Linked DNA regions of Capsicum annuum: region 2 is linked to region 1. A link is a contact called in public Hi-C data. All regions are on one chromosome and are shown on one strand. Each heading gives the region's core, a stretch centred on a gene start, on an enhancer-like site or on the middle of the called end of the contact. The rest is flanking DNA. Distances are from core to core; before and after follow the strand shown. Region 1 has its middle 22 kb from the start of LOC124897378. Region 2 has its middle 79 kb from the start of LOC124896634.

Region 1 (5,282 bases), core at 1,660-4,159:
GCTAGTTAACCCACAATATTTCTTCAACACTTGGTATGCAAGGTTGAAATTTCAACACATAAGCAAGGGCTAAGATATCTCCATCATCTTCACTAAAGTATGAAATTGAGAAATTTAATCACGGGAGGGGGAGTAGTTTTGGTCTATGAAAGATTAGAATGAGATCGTCCCTGGTGTTATGAGGATTATGAAAGACAATTGAGGAAGCTTTTTTAGAAGAGTTGAAAGAATCAGAGAAAGTAGATCTGAATGAGAAGTCTTTGAGTTCAATCTGTATGAACGTTACAGATAACATTCTTCGAGAAATTACTGAAAATGAATCTGCAACAACGACAAGAAATAAGTTGGAAGATGTATATTCTATTAGAAAATCGTTGACAAACCATGTTTACTTAAAAAAATTGTACAATCTTCCTATAAGTGAATGTACACCCGTTAAAACTCACCTTGATGAGTTTAATTCAATTATAATGGACTTGAAGAACATAGATATCAAAATTGAGAGTGAGGATCAGGCTTTAATCGTGGTATGTTCTTTACCACCATCTTATGATACTTTTGTTGCTATGTTGTTATATGAAAAAGTCAGTATCTTACTAGATAATGTTAGTAATACACTAAAATCTAAGGAGTTTAAGAAGAGCTTTTCGAATAGCAAAGCTAAGGGCGAAGATCTCGTGAATAGGAGAAGAGCACAACAAAAATACTTTAATAGGAAAAAGTCAAATACCGAATCAAAGTCTTGAGCAAAAAAACATAACTGCGATGAGTATCCGGAGTAGGGTCACTATAGAAGAGATTGTTCTATGCTTACAGAGAAAGGAGGAAAGCAAAAAGTTGATTACTCAGCAAATATTACTAACACTAGTAATAATTTCAATAACAGTGACTATGTAGGAAAAGTTTGTGCCATGACTTCTAATCATAGGCACGATTCCTGAATTTTTGATTCTGGTGTAATTTTTTCCTTATGTCCACACAAGAACTGATTTGCAACTTACAAGCAAACTGTTGAAACTATTTACCTAGGTGATGATAATCCATCAGGCGTAGAGGGGACTGATAACTTTAAATTGAGAATATTCGATGACATTATCAAAAATATAAAGTGTTGGTATGTTCCTCGAATGAAGAAGAAATTGGTTTCTCTTTCAAATTTGGATGATCAATGGTATAAGTTTCACTCAGAGAATGTAGCATTCTATGGTACTCATAAAAGGCAAGCTTCATTCTAAACTATATTATCTCCAAGCGAGTTTAGTTAAAGAAAAAACAATTGTAACTTCTAGAAAGAGTGTTCTGGATCAGTTTTAATTGTGGCACTTGCGACTTGATCATATGAGTGACTAGGGATTGTCTTTCTTGAACAAACAAAATTTGTTAAATGAGTTCAAAAATCAAGCTTTGAATTTTTATGAGTATTGTGTGTTTAGTAAGCAAACACGGGTGAAGTTCAACAAGAAGGCAAAACACAAGACAAAAGACAAATTGAATTATATATGTTCAGACTTGTAGGGTCCAAATGAAATTCCCCCCAAAAGTGGTATCAGGTAATTTATGACTTTGATTGATGATTACTCAAGAATGGTATGAGTGTATTTTCTAAAAATAAAAGATGAGGCATTTTCAATATTTGTTATATAGAAGAAGATGGTTGAGAGACAGACTGAAAGAAAACTTAAGCGTCTTCAGACAGAAAATGAATTGAAATTTTGCAACTTAGAGTTTAATGAATTCGATAGTAATCAAATTTAGAATATTTGATTGAAATATTTGAATAATACCTTGAATTTTGTACTGATAGATTTGAGAAAGAAAAATATAATCGTTATAGGATTGGGAAGACCTTTTCCTTATAGGTTAGGGACTACTGGGAATCTATATATAGGAAATGTAGTTGGAAATTCTAAAGCATTGTACACTTTTTCATTGTTTTCATAGTGAAAACTCTCTCTGCTTTTGCTTGGAGTTTTAGGCCTAGCTGAGCCTCGTTTGTGATTATGTGCTAGTCAATTAACCCACAATATTATATTTTCGATAACTCTCGGGTTACATTTTAATATATTAATTATAATATATAAATAATATGTATATATTCTTTATATATTTAGCTTGCCACTATAATTATTTTTATCAAGCAATTAAATATGTAAAATAAATTTAAAATTGGGAGGAATATAAATATATAAAATAAAATGAGAAAAGAAGTGGGTAGGGAAGCCTTCAATACTGTGCTTATGTGGGCCTTGTATACCATTACATAAATTTTCGCAAACTGTGAATACCTGCTTTCTTCTGCTTCAACCATTACACACTACCTGCTCTTTCTCAGTTGACACAACAGAAAATCCACTTAAAAAAGAGACACTTCAAAAATCCATTAAAAAAAACTTCAGCAGTCAGAGATTCCTTTTGCCTCAATTTTTGTGTCCATGGTCTCTTCTGACCTCTTGTTTTTTTGTTTGAGAAAGTTGAAATAGGAGTTGACTTGGAATGTTGCTAATTGGATTAGTTATGCAATGAAGAATACAATGAGTTGGAAAAGCAAAAGAGCTTTAAAAGGTGTTGCTTCTCCAAATTGGACTATTTTTCTCTGTATTGGATGCTTCTGTGCTGGGATGCTCTTCACTGCAGAAGTATCAACAAATAATATTATCAATTTTAAATAATATGTACATAAAATTATCCAAATTGATCTTTAGTCCTTTAGAGAAATAATTTAACATTCAACCAAGTGCATCATTTAGCTTTCTCGTGGCATAAGTGTCAACAAATACTATTATCAATTTTAAATAATATGCACATAAAATTATCTAATTTCATGAATACCCCTGGATTCACGTGCCCCACATTTTACCTATAAATTCGTTCTGATTATGAAGTTTTTGAATTACACCGAAGTATTTGTCTATCCATCTGAATCTTGCAGTTTATTGTCATTTTTTCTGTTTTTTGGTGTCTGTGTTTGCTGATATGGATAATTTCCTAAATTATGGGTCAAGGCAGAAAGGCTGTTTCCAATAGACATCTGCTCAAGAAATGTGATTAGAACCTGAAATTGCTAATATATGTTCTCCTCCAACTGCTTGCAAAGCTTTTGTTTTTCATTGTTGGTCCTGTGGCCGGTGAATTAGAGATACGCTTATGGATATTTTTCTTTGGTGGTTTGATTAGTTGGAGGTGAATGCTTTTCAATTTTAAGAAAATTTATTGACATAGGTGTTTAAATGCACCACAGCTGTCAATGTCGTTAGCCTAGTTTTTGGTTATCTGAAAAGATTTAGAGGGTTGTGATAGAGACTTGTTATTCTTTAATTTCAAAATGTGGTGTTGAAGTTTCAAAATGTGGTGTTTAAGTTAGAATGGTTCTTCTAGCAGCCTTTCCTCTTAGCAACTCTATCCAATTTATTCATTATGATTTATGCCGTGAGCATGTCTGTCTTCACTGTTAATTGTGTTATTATGGCGTAGAATGTGGACAGTACCTGAAGATAAAGGCCTGTCAAGGACAACACGGGTTGATGATCAAAAGGTAGGGTTAGTCAATGGTGATCTTACAACTTTTTGAGTATGATGCAAGAAAAGCAGACAGCAATGTAATCTTAGGTAGCCTGGTAGTCATGTTTGTCAGGCGTTAATGACTTTGGTCTTGTTGTTTTAAGCGGAAGGATGTACATAGTGAAGCCAAGGATATTCTTGGGGTAGCTTCAAGGGCGCATCATGTTGCACAGTATGGTTTTTATGCTTGTTGTTTGTATATTTTGTGAGAATCATGCTTTGATATATATAAGTAGTTAAATGGTTAGAGCTTTTTATAACCTTTTTCTCTAATAAAATGCAGAACCCTGGATAAAGCAATCTCAGATCTGGAGATGGAATTAGCTGCAGCAAGGGCCTTGCAGGATTGTATAATGACTGGCTCTCCAATAACTGAAGATCTGAATATCCCTGAATTAACCAATAAGAGAAAATATCTGATGGTCATAGGAATAAACACTGCCTTTAGTAGCCGAAAGAGAAGAGACTCAGTTCGTGCTACCTGGATGCCTCAAGGTTCTTGAAACTTCATTAACGATGTATTTTGACTTATTTGTACGCATCTATACAACGAGGTGCTTCCTGAAAATTTAGTTCTTGAATTGTGGTAAAGCAGGTGATAAGCTAAAGAAACTTGAGGAGGAAAAGGGCATTGTGATGCAGTTTGTAATAGGATGCAGGTATGTGATCACTAGATTAGGTCTTATGTCCTTCAGGTGTTGTTACCAAGCTTCATGTTGTAGCTGGTAATGATTCGCCGGCATAGGCCAATACTCTTCATATTTCTCTTTTGTTGCTCTCTATATCAGCGAGAGGCTACTCCATGAAATATTTCTTTGAATTTACCACAAATTTCTTCAAGAATGTGTTGATGATTACTATTACCTTTCTCCCAAAAAAAAAAGAGAAAAAAAATGAATGTGTTGATTGTAAAGAGATGGTGTTCATAATTTCTTGAATAGTTAGTTATCAAACACGTTAGATATATAGTGCACCGGGCTGCCCTTTTATCTTTATCCTATCTATTATCTGGTGCTTGGTCTTTTATATTGTTACTCATTAGTTATCATTTCAGCAGTGCAACATCAGGTGGCATTCTTGATAAAGCAATTGAAGCAGAAGAGAACCAGCATGGAGATTTCTTGAGGTTGGTAATGTCAATGTTTTCTGGTCTACTCCTGTTTGAAATCCTGCCCTTATGGACAGTGTTAAGGGGAGATAATTAGTTGTTCCTCAAAAGCTGACTTGCAATTGAACTTCATTAGGAACATGTTGAGGGATACCTTGAACTATCCGCCAAGACAAAGAGCTATTTCGCTACTGCTATTTCTCTCTGGGATGCAGATTTGTATGTCAAAGTTGATGACGATTTGCATGTAAATATAGGTAAATGCAGCTTTTCTGGATTCTAAATACCATGCTTCTATTGCTACAAGTGAACTGTCTTTGCTCGCACTATTAACCTGCATGCATTCAAAAATTCAGGAACACTTGCGGCAACTCTAGCTATACATCGTTCAAAACCCAGTGTGTATATTGGCTGCATGAAATCTGGTCCTGTCCTTGCGCAGAAGTAAGCAGAGGGTTTACCAGAACTTGTGCTGAAGAAATTTCCTTTATTTATTCCATTTTTGTCCTCCTTTTACTTGTAGGGGAGTGAGATATCATGAACCTGAGCATTGGAAATTTGGTGAGGATGGTAACAAGTACTTCCGACATGCAACAGGCCAGCTATATGCCATCTC
Region 2 (5,282 bases), core at 1,113-3,612, 110 kb after region 1:
GAATTTCCTTATCAGTCTACTTATCATCTCCAATAAAAATGGTTTCAAGATGATCACATGATTCTTTAGAAATATTATCCTACCCCTTGATACATTCTCCATGTTCATTAATGACTTGATGAATAAAGAGTCTTCTCCTTCTCCCATTTATTAAGGCATAAAAATATTTAGAGTTTGCATCTCCCTCTTTAAACCAATGTAGCTGAGTTGTTTTGCTTGAGTATAGAGTGATCTAACTTCAAATACTTGATATATTCAACATTTATACAATTAAGCTTTGTCCTATTAGACTTAGTATTATTTCTTACGATTGTTGTTTCATTCATTTGAACCTTCTTCTCTTACTCTTACAGCATGGATATCACCATATTCTTTTCTAGACCAGGCACTCAATGTGTGAGATACCCTCTTCAATTTCATATAAAATGACCACATAGGATCACCTTCTACATGTCTTGACCAGGATTGTTTTACAGTGTCCGTGAATGTACTATTATCTACCCAGAAATTGGGGAATTTAAAGTATTTCAATGGATTAGAAATGTGATAAAACATTTCTAGCAACAAAGGATAGTGATCAGACCCTTTAAAAGGGAGATAAGTAATAGCAGAAGTAGGCATGACATCAAGCCAGAAGTTATTCACCAAGGCTCTATCTAATCTCTTTCAGATTCTATCCTCTCCAGCCCAATTGTTGCACCATGTGTAGCTATATCCTTGAAAACCAAGATCAGTTAAACCATAAGCCTCTATAACTTCTATAAAATCAAAGCTCTTATTCATATTATAAGGTTGCCCCCTAACTTTTCCTCCATATTAGTGATAATATTAAAATCTCCAATAACACACTAGGGATTATTACCATTGGAGTAATGTAATAGTTTAACCTAGAGAGCTTTTCTCATATGTTCCTTGCATTTAGCATAGACAAAAGTTTGAATAAAAGTTTTTGGGTATGCCACATATTTAACTCAAAAGTTACTTGTTGATCATCCTTGTCTAGTATACTACAATCAACATCGTAGCTCCAAAAGACCTAAATTTTGCTATTTTTATTGCATATAGCCTGCTCCATGAGAAGTTGACAAGTACAAAAGGAGAGTTGAGAGTTATCAACAATTGGTTCTAATATTGCTATAACAGATAGATGATGAAATTACCTAAAATATTGAACTCTTTCTAGAACACCTTGTGTATTAATGCTCCTAGCATTCCAACATATAGTGTTAATCATGAATATGTTTAGTTTGAGACCTGGTTTTAGGTTTGGTAGGGCTAATAGAATGACTTGAATAAAACCTCTTGGTATTTTTATATTTCATTCTCTTCCCCATTAGAGAAAGGCCATACTTGTCTGTCAATTGGTGCACTTCTGTGTGAAGATCAGTGTCAATTTTAATCCTCCCATCCTCCAGTTCTTCTGTAGAATCCATTTCATCATTTAAAGGCATATCTTCCTCCTCAGAGTGAATCACTCTATAATCGTCAGTAAGATTCGACTTCTTATTGGGAATTTTAGAGCTTTCCTTGAATTTATCAGCTACTTGTGACATTGCATGAGTAGTTCCAGGCTATGATTTAAGCAAATCAAACTTATTATGCACTTGCATACCTTGCTCTTCCTTTTCCATTCTTATTTTGATGATATGCCTCATTTACTTACTCAATCCCAAAGTAGATTTGTTATTGAAGAAACTACTCTGTATAATATGGCATTGCAATATAGTAGCAGCAAAATCCTAAACTTGTTGCTTCTTGAAATTTTGAGGTGTATGTGTTCTAATGTTATTATCAATTGCAAGGATTCCTCAAACTACAACATAAGTGTTGTTAGGTTCTAGTATCTTTGTGTTTAAAATTCTCTTTTTCTAGACAAGACATTTTTTTGTTCTTCCTTTATATCACTGCCACCTACATTCTCAGTAGAGCTTGGAATGCTCTTAACTGGTTGTTGACTACCTTGAGGAGAACTTGGCATGTACACTTGTTGCTACTGGGGGTAATTATTCCTTCTTTGTCTTCTTATTTTATTGTATCAGTGTTAATTATTATGTTGCTCAGGATTATCCATATGATTACCTACTTCTTTTTGCAATTGGAGCTATGGTATATCAATTATCTATTTATATCCAGCTTCTGCTAATTTCTTCTTTCCCATTTTCTCCTCATCCCTTTTCTTAATAGTACAATCCATACTATTATGACCTTGGTGTTTGCAGTAGTCATAATAACTTATAAGTAGGAACCCCTTCATACTGGATAGTTTGCTATTTTCCCTATCTACTTTCATCTATATCATATCCCATCCAAACGTGATGAGGTCTACGATTAGTGAAATCAATTTGTAACTTTACCTTAGCTGCACTACCCCTGTTTTCTCGTAAGTAGCAAAATCCAAGAAAAACACCTTTCTAATAGGGGATAATAACTGACTGACCACCTCCATGGAGTATCAATGCAATGGAAGTTTAGGTAATACAACCCAAATAGGAACTAGAAGTGTCTCCACATCAGGTTTAAAAGTGGGAGTCCATACTTGCATCCTCATTAACAGAACCTCAATATATATATCTTACCTATAACCCATACTATTGAATGATCATACGTATTATGAAGATTAATGTACAAGCGTCTAGAATTAAAATAAGTCAATTTCATAGTTCCGCGAATTCAGTTTATTTTAGAAATTCTTTATGGATAATGTCCATCTTAGGCATAGAATTACTAAATTTCCCAATCAAGAGTAAATCTACAGCTCTCATCTAATTTAACCATATAATCACTGAAAAACCAACAGGATAACCTTGCTTAGTCGTGATCTTAGGGGGGTTAATATTCATTATAGGCACTTTCATAGCTTTTTGGATTAGCATTTTAGCAATTTTATTATATGAAATTGTAAGCTTAGATGTACGACCATTACCTTTTAAATTCTACTTATCTGATTTGTCTTTTCTCAAACTAGTTTCATCATTGTGGTGTTTTTATTACCCGTTGCAGTCTATAAATTCTCTACTAAATCATGTTTTTTTTTTTAGAAGGTATCATTTTTTGTATAACTATTTGCTACGTAAAAACTGCAGTTGTTCATACTTACAATGGAATAAAGGAAGATGCACTAAACTATAACCTACTTACAGAGATCCTAACACATCAACAAAAGATTTTACATCTTTCATATATTCATGTTTATACCCAAAATAGAAAAGGGCCAGACCATCTTCAGTTTCTGGGTAGAGCTATAAGTGTCTTCAAAACACCTTCAATTTCTCTCTTTCCAAATTGTCCACTAAATACAACCAGGGACAATCTTCCATCTTTTTTTTATGTTCTGAGTGAGAGCTATATTTGTTCTAGCATTCCAGTACTGCAACTGAATCTCTTGGCATGACCCACATGATTCTTTTTAAATTAAGAAATATCTTCCAGAGCAGTACAGTTAACTTGCAGTTTAAAAAAAGATGGTTGATTGTCTCTGATTCTTCTTCACACATATAACATTTAGAGCATCGGTGGAAGCCCCTTTTCTTAAGTACTACATGAGTTAGAACCACTTTTCTAGCCACGAGCTAACTGAAACAAGCCACTTTGTGAGACATTTTAACTTTCCAAATTAGTTTCCAAGGCAAACAACTAATCTGGTTGTTAGAATAATTAAATTCCTTGTACACTAACCTGACTGAAAAACTCTCTTATTATCCACTTGCTATGTAAGAGTGTCTTCCTGAGAGGAGGGACCCCTGAAAAGGTTAAGGGTGCTATAGAATTCTGTCAAGTTATCTATCTCCCAATCATTAAGATGTCTTCTAAAGTTCAGGTTCCATCCATACACATCCCAGACTTCTCCTACTCCTACTGTGGAATTTTGTTGTTGGTTTAGACTGAATATCAATGGGAAGAGTTGTTTTAGTAGACGTTGTCCTAACTATCTGTTTGACCAGAAAATTTTTTCAAGCCATTACCCACTTGATGACTACACTTAATCATGAATTTTGCCCCCATATTTCTGATTGACCTCCATATAATTACTCTGTAAGGTGTAGTAATTTCCTTAGTTATCTATTCCCCATCCATATCATACTTTTGAGTGATTACCTTCTTCCAGGGAGATCATTTATTTGAGGCAAACCTCCATAGCCATTTCATCCTAAGACAATGTTTCTGAGCTGTTAGGTTCTTGATTACCATACCATCAATCTTCTTGCTAATAATTACCGACTTTCATTTGACCAAATGTATCTTCTTGGTATCATAGTTGTCTTGCCAAAGGAAGTTCCTTCTAAGAGCATCTATTATGTCCACCATATTTGTTCGAACATAAAAATAGATATCATATAAGTTAATAATGCTTCTAACACGCTATTTATCAGGGTTAGTCTACCACCCAATGATAAGTATTGAATCTTCCAGTTAATCAACTTTTTCTCACACTTTTCTAGGACTCCATTCCAAATATCTTTGGAATTACTTTTGGCACCGAGAGGCATTCCCAAGTATATAGTTGGAAGCTCGCCTGTACTGCCTCCCAAAATATTAGCCAAGTTGTGAATGTCAGGGACTTTATTGATGGGATATAAGAAACTTTTGTTCCAGTTAATGTGGAACCCAGATATAGCCTCAAGAAGAATGAAAATCACCTTAAAAAATCTTATTTGACCTCTGTTAACTCTGCATAAACCTAATTTATCATCAACATATTGTAAATGAATGATTTTAAGTTTATTGACAGCCCTTGAATCTACTCTAAAACCTTCTAGCTGTTTGATTGAGCAATTTTCATCATATCATTTAAACTTTCTATGGCAATGATGAACAAAAAAGGGGATAGTGAATCCACTTGCCTTAGTCCTCTTTGAGAAGTCAAGAATCCAGTAGGTGAGCCATTGACTAGGACTGATAACTTGATGGTGTTGATGCAGTAGTGGATCCAGCTGACCCATTTTTTTTTCAAAACTCATTCTCATCAAAGTTCTGAGTAGGAAATTCCAGTTTAAGATGTCAAAATCCTTTTGTATATCTAGTTTGCAAAGGTTACCAAGTTCTTTGTCTTTCATTCTTAAATCAACACATTCATTGGCTATAAGAATGGCATCCGTGATTTGTCTTCCCTTTATAAAGGCTATTTGCTTATCTTCTACCAGCTTGATCATTACTTTTTTGAGTCTCCCAGTCAACAACTTTGAGATGATCCTGTATATACTGCCTATAAGACTAATAGGCCTGAAATCTTTAAATTCTTTGGCTCCCACCTTCTTGGGAATCAAGGCTACATATGTAGCATT

The links. Hi-C and Micro-C count contacts between places; a contact is called where the count stands out from the background.
Region 2: a Hi-C map of leaf shows a contact between it and region 1, with 2.3 times the contacts expected there. The contact joins two enhancer-like sites. A contact is called at or near these places in 2 of 5 Hi-C or Micro-C datasets (leaf and placenta).

The regions. Positions count from the first base shown.
Region 1 is chr3:111,705,667-111,710,948 of UCD10Xv1.1, forward strand. It overlaps the pseudogene LOC107863704. Among protein-coding and RNA genes, the nearest start is that of LOC124897378, 22 kb to the right of the region's middle. Within about 2 kb of position 2,910, at least 5 of the 5 cell types and tissues checked have an H3K27ac peak or open chromatin away from gene starts, as enhancers often do. A contact at or near this core is called in leaf, where this site is marked.
Region 2 is chr3:111,817,194-111,822,475 of UCD10Xv1.1, forward strand. No RefSeq gene overlaps it. Among protein-coding and RNA genes, the nearest start is that of LOC124896634, 79 kb to the right of the region's middle. Within about 2 kb of position 2,363, at least 2 of the 5 cell types and tissues checked have an H3K27ac peak or open chromatin away from gene starts, as enhancers often do. A contact at or near this core is called in leaf, where this site is marked.